Regions from separate parts of the Mus musculus genome. Here all the other regions are linked to region 2. The links are chromatin contacts, called in public Hi-C and HiChIP or PLAC-seq maps. All regions are on one chromosome and are shown on one strand. Each heading gives the region's core, a stretch centred on a gene start, on an enhancer-like site or on the middle of the called end of the contact. The rest is flanking DNA. Distances are from core to core; before and after follow the strand shown. Region 1 overlaps Pld1 (phospholipase D1). Region 2 overlaps Fndc3b (fibronectin type III domain containing 3B). Region 3 overlaps Pld1 (phospholipase D1).

The links. A called contact is a pair of places that touch in the nucleus more often than the background predicts. HiChIP or PLAC-seq counts read pairs in DNA pulled down with a chosen protein or histone mark.
Region 1: a contact with region 2 is called in an H3K27ac HiChIP or PLAC-seq map of extraembryonic endoderm stem cells, with 2.2 times the contacts expected there. The contact joins two enhancer-like sites. A contact is called at or near these places in 3 of 484 Hi-C or Micro-C datasets (liver, muscle stem cells and nephron progenitors), 3 of 115 datasets of contacts at active chromatin or transcription factors (astrocytes, extraembryonic endoderm stem cells and pancreatic cancer cells) and 1 of 9 other capture datasets (macrophages).
Region 3: a contact with region 2 is called in a Hi-C map of liver, with 2.0 times the contacts expected there. The contact joins two enhancer-like sites.

What each region holds. Positions count from the first base shown.
Region 1 is chr3:27,986,299-27,990,154 of GRCm38.p6, forward strand. All of the region lies in intron 2 of Pld1 (phospholipase D1), which reads left to right. Among named protein-coding and RNA genes, the nearest start is that of Pld1, 50 kb to the left of the region's middle. Within about 2 kb of position 2,038, at least 42 of the 459 cell types and tissues checked have an H3K27ac peak or open chromatin away from gene starts, as enhancers often do. A contact at or near this core is called in extraembryonic endoderm stem cells and muscle stem cells, where this site is marked.
Region 2 is chr3:27,605,608-27,609,556 of GRCm38.p6, forward strand. All of the region lies in intron 3 of Fndc3b (fibronectin type III domain containing 3B), which reads right to left. Among named protein-coding and RNA genes, the nearest start is that of Mir3092, 23 kb to the left of the region's middle. Within about 2 kb of position 2,009, at least 221 of the 459 cell types and tissues checked have an H3K27ac peak or open chromatin away from gene starts, as enhancers often do. A contact at or near this core is called in extraembryonic endoderm stem cells, liver and muscle stem cells, where this site is marked.
Region 3 is chr3:28,025,716-28,029,426 of GRCm38.p6, forward strand. It overlaps Pld1 (phospholipase D1), which reads left to right. Exons shown (of 27, transcript NM_001164056.1): 5 at 2,881-3,026; 6 at 3,452-3,557. Among named protein-coding and RNA genes, the nearest start is that of Pld1, 89 kb to the left of the region's middle. Within about 2 kb of position 1,271, at least 34 of the 459 cell types and tissues checked have an H3K27ac peak or open chromatin away from gene starts, as enhancers often do. A contact at or near this core is called in liver, where this site is marked.

The DNA.
Region 1 (3,856 bases), core at 788-3,287, 380 kb after region 2:
TCTGTATTTGCCAGGCACAGGCCTGGCCTCACAAGAGAGAGCTATATCAGGGTCCTTTCAGCAAAATCTTGCTGGCATGTACAATAGTGTCTGGGTTTGGTGGCTGATTATGGGAAGGATCCCCAGGTGGAGTAGTGTCTGGATGGTCCATCCTTTCGTCTTAGCTCCAAACTTTGTCTCTATAATTTCTTCCATAGGTATTTCCCTATTCTAAGGAGGAATGAAGTATCAACACGTTGGTCTTCCTTCTTCTTGATTTTCTTGTGTTTTGCAAATTGTATCGTGGGTATTCTAAGTTTCTTCTAATATCCACTTATCAGTGGGTGCATATCAAGTGACTGCTTTTGTGATTGGGTTACCTCAGTAAGGATGATATCTTCCAGATATATCCATTTGTATGAAGAATTTCATAAATTCGTTGTTTTTAATAGCTGAGTAGTACTCCATTGTGTAAATGTACCACATTTTCTGTATCCATTCCTCTGTTGAGGGACATCTGGGTTCTTTCCAGCTTCTGGCTATTATAAATAAAGCTGCTATGAACATAGTGGAGCATGTGTCCTTATTACAAGTTGGAACATTTTCTGGGTCTATGCCCAGGAGAGGTATTGCTGGATCCTCCGGTAGTACTATGTCTAATTTTCTGAGGAACCGCCAGACTGATTTCCAGAGTGGTTGTACAAGCTTGCAATCCCACCAGCAATGGAGGAGTGTTCCTCTTTCTCCACATCCTCGCCAGCATCTGCTGTCACCTGAATTTTTGATCTTAGCCATTCTGACTAGTGTGAGGTGGAATCTCAGGGTTGTTTTGATTTGCATTTCCCTGATGATTAAGGATGTTGAACATTTTTTCAGGTGCTTCTCAGCCCTTCAGTATTCCTCAGTTAAGCATTCTTTGTTTAGCTCTGTACCCCATTTTTGTAATGGAGTTATTTGAATTTCTGGAGTTCAGCTTCTTGAGATCTTTGTATATATTGGATATTAGTCCCCTATCAGATTTAGGATTGGTAAAAATCCTTTCCCAATCTGTTGGTGGCCTTTTTGTTTTATTGACAGTGTCTTTTGCCTTACAGAATTTTTTAAATGAGGTCCCATTTGTCTATTCTTTGCAATTTTATGAGGTCCCATTTGTCTATTCTTGATCTTAAAGCACAAGCCATTGCTGTTCTGTTCAGGAATTTTTCCCCGGTGTGCCCATATTAATTTAAATCTTAAAGGGGATCATTGATAGCTGGTGGTTTTAAAGAAAAATATAAAAGCTATTTTACTCACTGATTGCTTATCTGTGCTGAGTGAAATATGGATAAAATCTGTATGAAGTCACACAGTTTATGTGTCCTGGCCAAATCATCTTGTTCGAATGTGCCTGGAGATTTTTATTTTTCCACCTGGCAATGACACACAGTGACAACATATCTCTGGTTGAAATAGAAATAAACAAACTGACAAAGAGTGCTATAACTGGGAAACCATCTCCAAGTCAGAGATCTAGGGGCTTTCCAAGAGCACATACACACAAGAAATATATTTTCTCTAATCATAAGGCCTATGGAGGCTATGAAGAAGGGTGCTTGATTTCTAAAACCCAGGGCTAGACTACGTGAGCCAACTAGACTTCCACCTTACGACAGTCAGGCAGTTCTCATTGTCCTGACAGACTGGTCGAGCACACCCTGCATTACGACTCCTTTGGCTCACATTAAGCAGCTAGCAGCACTTGGCTGGCTCTATGCCACCATATCTCAAACTGAGCTCTGAGCTGGTTAACTTTTTATCCCACATTGGCTTTTCATTCAAGGCACTGGAGATACCCCATGCCCATCAGGCAGTTTATGCCCCATCTGAGGACCCGGCAGCATGCCATGCCAGTTTTTCTCTTAGAGTGAATCTGAGACAAAGTTAGGGACAGCCCTTGGGCAAATGGAACACCTGGCCATGGCACACATCTAGAACCAAATCGTCCCAGAACACAAGACTGAGGGGGAGGACATGAACAGCCAAGAGCAGCTGTGCTGTTAGAGGTGCATGTCTGCCCGCACATCTCCAGTTAATCAGTGAATTCCATTCATACCTCAGATCGCTCTCCTCCCCATAGTCTTTGCTGTACAAAGTCTGGGAGGCTCTTGAGCCACAGTGTGGGATCCTGACAGACTTTATTTAGGGGACATTAGTAAGTTCTGCATTCTCTGCCTTTACCATCCTTAACCTCATGGGTTTTTTTTTTTTTTACCTTAGCCTTGCTTACTCAAGACACTGGCATGCATAGGTCTTGTGTTCATACATCAAACAGCAAGGGACAGGATAATCCCATCCATCCTGGGAATTCACTGTTTTCAGAATGACAATAAGAACTATCTTCTATCTTCCCAGGATTGCAGAAACTGAGAGAGTATTCTCCCACAGTTTATCAAATCACACACCTTTACTGGTTCTGAAGAACCCAAAGGAAGTTTGAGCTGATGTGTCCTGGAGTGGTACAGGGAGTGGTCACAATAGGAGCAGTGATGTACTGGTCATAGCAGTAATAACTGCCACTCAACAGATTTCCTGGTATGGCTACTCTTCTGAGTCTTTTATTCCATCCTCTTAGCTACCCCTAAAAGCTTGGCTGTGTTAATTATACGTGTTTTACAGCTAGCAACTACCCTAGAGAGTCCAGTAAGGCCAAATCAGCCACAGGATTGTGTCTTAGAGGAAGTTCAGTGCTGGAGAAGACAGGTATGATTGCTTTCTTAGGAAATGTCCCTGGTGTTCATTATACTAGTGACAAAAAAATCATATTAGTGCTGACATCTGTGCTGATATTCCCATCAAAGGTGTGCCTGTTAGTTAACCCCTGTCATTCAGGAAGGTGTGCCCTTCCTGTCCTTCCTCCACCTAGACATGTGTGAGCTTGTGCTCTGCTTTCCAACCAAAGTAGAGAGGTTGTCTGTGGCTAGTCAGTAATACCCGTGATGGGCTGGGGAGATGGCTCAGTTAGTGAACTAGCTGTTCACGAATACGAGGATCTTAGCAGTCATGTAGAGGAGAAAGAAATAATAAAAAAAGCTAGCCACAACCATACTCACCTGTGATCCCAGCACTGGGCTAGTAGACACAAGAGGATCCCTTGGGCTTGCTGGCCAGCCAGCATAGCTGAATCAGTTGAGAAAGATCCTGTATCCAAAATAAAATGGAGAGCGATGGAGGGGGACCCCTGACTTCAACCTCTGGTCTCCATAAGCTTGCACTTACATGTGTGCATGCATCCGTACCTCACACCACCCTCCCCAACACTCCCTACGAAAGCCTGGAGGTGGCCAGTTTGTGTGGATGGATAGAAAGCTTAGCAAATTGCACACTGTCTTAAAGCTAGTTTGGGGGATTTTCTAGACTTTCCAAGTCTAAAATTATCAAACCACTCAGCTAGGGAACTTGTTATTGTTTAGCTTTCGGCCCTCTTCATTCCTGCCCAGCATGACTTCCTGTTGATGAACAAAGCTTGGGTTATTCTGTCAATCCTCAGGGCTTTCTGAAGCTATGCATCCTGAAGTTTACTTAAAAATGTAAATACTCATTTAAAAAATGGAACATGAACAAATTATGCTCAATTTAGCAAAAACATAGAAGTTGGCAAAAAACATTTAGAAGGTTGATTGATTTATAGCAGTATAGCTCATGTAGAGTAGGGACTAGTTTTGCTTGTGTATCGCGCCCCCGCCCTTACCCGTCTCTGCTCACATGTATGTGGTGTGTGTGTGTGTGTGTGTGTGTGTAACCAGGTCTCATGTATCTCAGATTGGCTTCAAACTCAATATGTAGCCTTCAATGGTCTTGAACTTGTGATCCCCTTACCTCTATGTCCTAAATGCTACAA
Region 2 (3,949 bases), core at 759-3,258:
TTATCATTAAAGGATGTGCCAGGACAGTTGGCCCAATCCCTACCTTTCTTAAGTGGCTTCTAGTCAGGTCCTCTTGCTTGCAAGGAGGCAGTTTATGAAATGAGTCTTCTCCCCAGCCCTGGAATTTGATTTCTACAAACAGGCTCTGTAGCCAAGGTCGGGTTTAGTGCCGAGAGCAAGAGGGAAATGGCTGAAGGACGGAGAGAAACCCTGAGCACCCTGCTCAATATGAACATTTTGAGGTCTATCTGTGCAAACCCAGGAAGACTGAAATGAGAGTGTTTTCGCAATCAATCTCTCTGTTAGAGGACCTTCACTTCTCTCTTGACCTCACTACCCTCCCCTCTTGACTAACTACATAAGACTATAGTTATATAGTTAACATTTTCCTAGAAAGCTTCCAATTCCAATCAATTTCTGTTATTTGTTTGTTTGGTTGTTTTGGAGGCCTGTGCTGGTCTGAAACTAGGAGACATCTTCCTGCCTCTGCCTCTTGAGTGCTGAGACTGCGGCATGCTCCACCACACCCAGCAGTGATCATAACTTACAGTACTGATGTCTCTTCTTTTCAAATGTTCCCCTTCCCCTTCAATGTGTGTGTGTGTGAGTGTCTTATGTTGGTGTGTGCATATGCATGTGGAGGCCAGAAGCTGACAGCAGGTTGTCCCTCAATATTATATTCTATCTCATTTTTAAGGCAGGATCTCTCCCTGAACCTGGAGCTCACTGTACCAGCAAGCCTGGCCAGCCAGCAGTCTTCGGGAATGACACCCTGCCCGCCTGTGTTCTACCTCATGGCCCACTGCTAGAATTACATGCACTCTACTGGGCGGCCTTTCCCAGGAGTACTGAGCCTAGGCCCTTGTCCTCCCATTTGCAAAGCTAGCATTCTAATGGCAGGGCTATCTCCCTGATCTCTTCATCTCTGATATTCCTGCCACATCAACTGAACTCCTGAAAACACCTGAATGGTTCTCTCTAGCCTGCCACCACAATGCCGCCTCAAAACTGTGCCAGAAAAAGCTATAGAGCTTTCAGTCTGAGGTTCCACAAAAGCCACTACTGTAGAATATGGCCCTGCCCGAGGCGACAGTTTCACCCACAAGATGAAAAAGGTGGCTCACATCAGTGGTTTCTCAGTACTGTAGCCTGTGAGCCCAGGGCTGTCAGGAGAGAAATGCCACGGGTCACCACAGGAGCAAGAGAAGCAGGTTAAGCTCAGAGAGGCCAGCCTTCACACTCAACCTTCCGTGGGCATCAGAGTGAGAACAACGAAAGAAACAGTCCACATTAACTCTCTTAAAGCAGAGGACACCAAGGAATTGTCTCTGGATTTGTTCAAATAAACATGCTGGTACTGAAGGCCAGCTGAAATGTAAGGACATAAGAAGTATCTAATTGGTAGCTGCTGCCGTGGGTGGAAACCGCACACCAGGGCGACCTGAGCCTGCACAACTTCTGAGTCTTCCAAGTGAGTGGCGCCTGCAGCTTCTGAATCCTGGGCTTGAGTTCTGACCGGGCTTCTTTCACAGAGACTTACACTCCACTTGTTAACTTTGTAGTATCTCTACTGTGTCCAGCCTCCCCACCCCCACCCCCAATCTTTCTGCACACTGCAGAGGATGTCTGAGCGCTCAGATAGACTCCCCCAGCAAGTGTGTGGCCTGGGAAGCCTACAGCATGCAGTCCAGCTTTCTCCAACATCTCTCAGGGCAGACGGGGTATCACCCCACCCCAGAAGTTTGTGCCTACTGATAAGCACCCCTCCCTAGAGGCAAACAAATCACAGATTCTTGGGGCAGTCATCACCCTCCCCAGAGTCTCCCTCCTCCTCCCTTCCTATAAGAAAGGTGTCTTTCAAGTCTATCTACAGGGAAACCTGAACAGTTAGGCACTCTCCCTCCCTGTTTGCTCCTTCTCTGGCTGGAGACGCCCACCTTCCTGGCTCCCCGCTCAGCACACTGAGGTGCTCTGTTCTGCTCAGTGGCAGGAGGCCACGTCAGCAGGAAGCAGCATTGGCTGCCAGGTCACATTCAAGGCTGTCTGGAGCAGGGCAGCCCGCAGCCTAAGACAGAGGCTGCCTCTGTGGCTTTTCTCCAGCCTAGAGGAAGGCAGCCTCTGAACATTACAGCAACAAGAGCTTAAGGGGAGACACCAAACACCTTGGTTCTGTCTCCCCGTTTCTAAATGTTCCCCAAATAGCTGTAGTTACAGTAATCCCCCCTCTTTTTCCCCTCAGAGCACTCACTGTACTACTTCCAAATTTGTATTTGGAAAAGGCTGCCACAAGCCAAATCAAACTTCATCGTGGCTTTCTGGCTCCCGAGCCCGACAGAGGAAATTCTACAAACCCAACCGACCAATCTCAGCAGCCCTGATAGGCATGAGTCAGGGTGGAAAACTTGACCTAAGGGGCTGACGCAGAACAGTGGTCAGTGCGGGTCTTTCTTCTTTCTTCTGAACTCACACAGTAAATACTGTATACAAAGAAGCCATGTCAGATGCCAGGTGACACCTCACAGGACGGATTCATGACAAGCAACAAGTCAGCCACCCTGTTCAGACACTCTGAATGAAGGACAATCCCGTATTCATGAAGCTGCCTCATTAAAGTCCAAATCGAACCCATCTGTGGCAACCAATATGTGCTAGACCAGCAAATGCAAAGATGAGCGATGGAAGTCTCTAGAAGCTTTATAACGTAAAAGACAGATTTTACAAAGAGGCTAGGTAAAACATAATAGATACAACCCGTAACACTGACAAACATGCCCCCTCACACAGCACGCCCACTAAGTGTAAATGTGGCTACATGTCAATATGTATATACTTCTGGAGGAGGAGGAGGAGGAGAAGGAGGAGGAGGAGGACGAGGACGAGGATGAGGACGAGGACGAGGAGGAGGAGGAGGAGGAGGAGTTGGGCTTGGCAGTACTTGTCTAACTCCAGAGCAGGTTGGTGGAGGACACAGGCAGGGGCATATTCCTCTTGCTCTCTGCTTTAGTGAGACTCTACCTCAAGAAACAAGGTGGACAGCAGTAAAGGAAGGCAATGCTGGGCTTGGGTGCCATAGAATATGGGCTTCTACATGTGTTCAAAGATGATAATGCCTAAACAAACCAGTCATATTTCTGCAACTGGGATGTAGAAACAATCCAAAACAATTCCTTTTTTGTTTAGACAAACACAAACATATAAAATGATTATGCAAACACCAAATTAAAAAAGACACACAGCAGTTTGTGATTTTGAAGTCTAATTAAATCTAGATGAGAGACTGAAAAATCAACTTAGTCTCTTTTCTTGATACCAAGGAATATCTTTCTCTCAGTTTAACATCTTTTGTGGGAAGGACAGCTTGCTGTAGACAATGGTGACTCAGTTCAATAGATGGTCTGTTTTCCTTGACAGTTTGTAAACTAAAGTGTTTTAAAATCAGTGGCATAGAGGATTTGCTGAAACAATCATATAAAAACCAAACAGGAAAGGCACAAAGGTGTGTCCCATTCCATGGCTGAGGCGCAGACAGCAAAGATATCGGCTCAGAACAAGGAAATGACGGAGACAAAGCTCCTCACCTGAAAACCTAAGACTGAAAGAGCCTTTCTAAAATAGGTTTAGATCAATGAGAAATAATTTAACTCCCTATTTATTAAAAGACACCAAAATGAAATTCACTATTTTTTGAGGTATCAGGTAAACTAAATACTCGTGACAACATTATCTTTAAAAATACATGTGAGCAGGTGACAGAAAGATAGCTCAGGGGAAGTGGCATGGGCTGAGCAGACGGGAAGAGTGGATCTTGGATCCTATAACCCACATAAACACCAGGTGGGCTCCTTCCCCAAGTCCACACACCACACACATACAGACATGAAAAGAATAAAGATACATTTCAAACATAATATACACATATACTAGGTATGAACTACATGTAATTTCTCAG
Region 3 (3,711 bases), core at 21-2,520, 420 kb after region 2:
CTTCTTGTGTTTTATGTTGGACAGTGGTCAAGGGCTGGTGAGGTGGTTCAGTAGGTGCTGCCAGGGCTGAGAACCTTAGTTTGATCTCTGAAGCCAGGTCTGGGGGATGATGGAGGAGAACTGACTCCTGACAACTTTCCTCTGAGCTCCACCTGAGTGCTGTGACACCCATGTGCTCACAGACACATGGGCACAAAATAGGTCAATACATGGAAAGAAACACACAAGAAAGATCATTCGAGGCAATCTATTAATTTAATAACTCTCCCGTAGCCCTTTCACTTGGGCTTTTGGCTTGCATCTGTCTGTTAGGTCTCAAACCCAGGACAAATGGCCGAGGTGCCGATTTAACACATCAAGGTGGACCCGGCTGCCAGGTTCTCCCAGCATCCCTCGGTCCCTACCTGTTATAGGGTATGATTGGCATATTGCCCATCCCTCTCACCCCCATCCTAGCATCTCCAGCCCAAGGCTCTGCTTCCTTTCTCCAGAGCCCTTCCCTATATAATCCAGCCATCTGGTTACCCTCCCCTTTACTCTCCTGGCTATGCCCTCTCCCCTCCTCTTCTCCTCACATGGCCCAGATAAAAGTCAACTTCACTCTGCTCTCCCAGACGCCCCTGCCTTTGACTCTGCTCTCTCCCATGTCTACAACAAGCCTTCCCTTCCCCATACCGAGGAGTGGTCATGCCCTTCCCTTTTATTTCTTCTGCTTATTTGTTTTTCATTCCACATCCATTCTAACTGAAGGCCATTTATAAGTCAAGAGAAGCTGTACTTTTCCTAAGACGTCTTCAGCAAGAAAATATGAATGCTACTTATCTCTTAAAAGGAAACAAATGTCCCAACATTGTGATCTATAAGTGCGTGAGATCTATATTCAGGTGCACTGCTGAGAGAAAATGCTGCTGGCAAATTTTATCTCTGATTTGTTCTTGAGACCCCACTCTCCAGTCCCCTGCAGCCTATCTTTAGTCCTCTGGGTGTTACCTTCAGTCCCTAAATTCCACCCCGGCCTCTGAGACTTCATCCTATCTGTTCTTTCTGAATACAAAAAAAAAAAAAAAAAAAAAGAAAAAAAGAAAAAAAAAGAAAAAAAAGAATTAGCATAAACTATCTCTGCAGAGCGAAGCTGGTCTCCCAGAAACACATTGGATCAAAAAACAGTCTGGGTAGTTGTTTGCTTATTGCTGCTTGGATTTCATACAAGTCAGGTCTAGTAGTTGGAGAACGGTGACCTTTGTACTTCAGGTTAAGAACTAGTCAGGACTAGCTACCATTGGCCTCTGCCTCCACACACACCCAGAATCATAACCTTTGGTCAGCAGTCAGTTGACCCCCCCCCCCACTTCCCAGCCTCCCATCCCCCACCCTCAGTATCTTGGAGGCTGCCGGGCAGCTGTGGTTTCGATTTTGCTGTACTCAGTTTACACCACCCTGGTGTCCACACTGGTGTCTGCCTGTCTGCCTGTGCTCTGGACTCTTTTCTTTCCTTCTCCCCCTGTCTCTGTCTCCCCTGCCCTTCCCCTTTTCAGAGATGGTCTCATGTAGCCCCAATTAGCCCCTACATTTTGGACATATTATTGCTATGTAGCTGAGGCTGACCTTGAACTCCACCTCAGGAGTGCTGAGATTAGAAACCCATGTCTCCACATGGGGTTTATTCACTGCAGAGCTTTTGGTTGCTTGAGCTCAGCTGTAGGCTTTCCCTACAGCGTTAGGCTCACACTTCTGTGATGAGCCACGTCTCTAAGATGTCCCTTTGCCCCTTATTCTGCCTGGCATCTTTTAGAGGGCAAGGTATACTGCATAGGGCTTAAATGCACAGACTCTGGAGCTGAACTGCAGGGCTGAGTTTGTGTCTTTGCTTTGAAATCTTGAACAGGAAACTGAACCTCGTGGTTTCTGTACCCTCAGACACTGGGTCTACAAGTGCTTTACATTAGTCTGACAAGATCACAATCCTGTTATACACCCTATACTCAGCTGGGCAGCAGTCTTCCCTGTGTCCTTGAACCCTGGCAGGTGCCTCATGCAGGGGCTTGTGTAGACAAGGCTAGACCTTGGATTTTCTTTTCTTCCATTTTTTTTAATGAAGGGATGATATCATGCTCTGTGCCATTTGTTTAGGTAAAAAGGGCTAAGAAGGTGGTCCCATAGGCCCTTGTTCCTGCCTCCTCTCCATCTGCAATGTGTCTTTGCTGTCCATGTGTGACCAGGGCTCTCAGTGCTTGTCAGGGTCTCACTAACTGCTTCCTCCATTTCTAGTGTGCAAGTGCGTGTGGGCATGCGTATGCATAGAGAAAAAGGATTTACAGAGTTTGTTTGTATGATACAAAGTTTATTTATGTAATTTATTATGTGAACATTTAAGGCAATACCTCTATATTTGGTTGCTTTTTTAAAAAAAGTGTTACCTACAATGGTTCACAAGTGCCAGCTCCCTAGCAGAGACACTTCTGTCAGTGAATGGCTACTGGGATAGAGGGAGCTAACTTCCTTTGAGTGGGTAGCCTCTGGTATATCCACCATGCTCCTGTGGGTGCCCTGTCACTTGAGTATATGGGTAGCACAAATTGGACTGGGTAGGTTATTTTTAAAAATGAGGAAGGGAGAAGAGGGGAGGTTGGGGGTGGGAATTGGTTTTAGGAGGAATGAGGGGGAGGGGCAAGGATGAGTATGATCATAACACAGTATATGAAGTTCTAAGCAAATGACTAAAGATAGCGTATCTTTAAAATGCCAAACACCAACACAAAATAAATAGACTGATAGTACTTGAATGTTACTTAGCAATTAGCTGATGTTTGCTATGGGGAAATTTCAGAACTTTCCCTATCTGAGATAAAACCTTTTCTTTTTAAACATCTGTCACCGTAGGTGCCAAGTATCAACCTGTACACGATCGAGTTAACGCACGGGGAATTCACATGGCAAGTTAAGAGGAAATTCAAGCACTTCCAAGAGTTTCACAGAGAGCTGCTCAAGTACAAAGCCTTCATCCGGATCCCCATCCCCACTAAAAGGTAACACGGCAGAACTGACGTAAACTTACCTCCGTTATGTGGACGGAAGACACATTTCATTTGTTTCACAGGCTACCAATCCCATTTTAGTTAGCTATTTTCAATTGCATAGCTCTTTTAAAAATAAGCCACCTCAGCTGCTGTGTACAGCAAACTGTGATCCCCAGCACTTGAGAGAATCAGGAGTTCAAGGCTAGTCTTGACTATATTTGAGCTGGAGGCTAGCCTGGGCTACATGAGAATGTTTTAAACATTGACAGGATATACTACTAATATCAATTATAATACTGAAATAATACTGAATGTTGTAAAAATAAAATAATATAATACTAAAATATCAATACTAAACCATGGCATGAAAGATAATATAAAATACTTTAAGAATAGTCTAATCGCTTTTTGTATTGTGTTTGTGTGTATTTTAGACATACATTTAGAAGACAAAATGTCAAAGAAGAACCCCGAGAGATGCCCAGTCTGCCCCGTTCATCAGAAAACGCAATCCAGGAAGAGCAGTTCTTTGGCAGGAGGGTGAGTCTTTATTCTGCTGCTTTGTGAAAGTTTAACTGCACTTATTCTTCTGTGTGTGTGTGTGTGTACGTGCATGTGCGCATGCGCGCGCACGTGTAGTGATCAGAAGACCACTTTGTGGAATCAGTTTTTTCCTTCCATATTTTTATAGCTT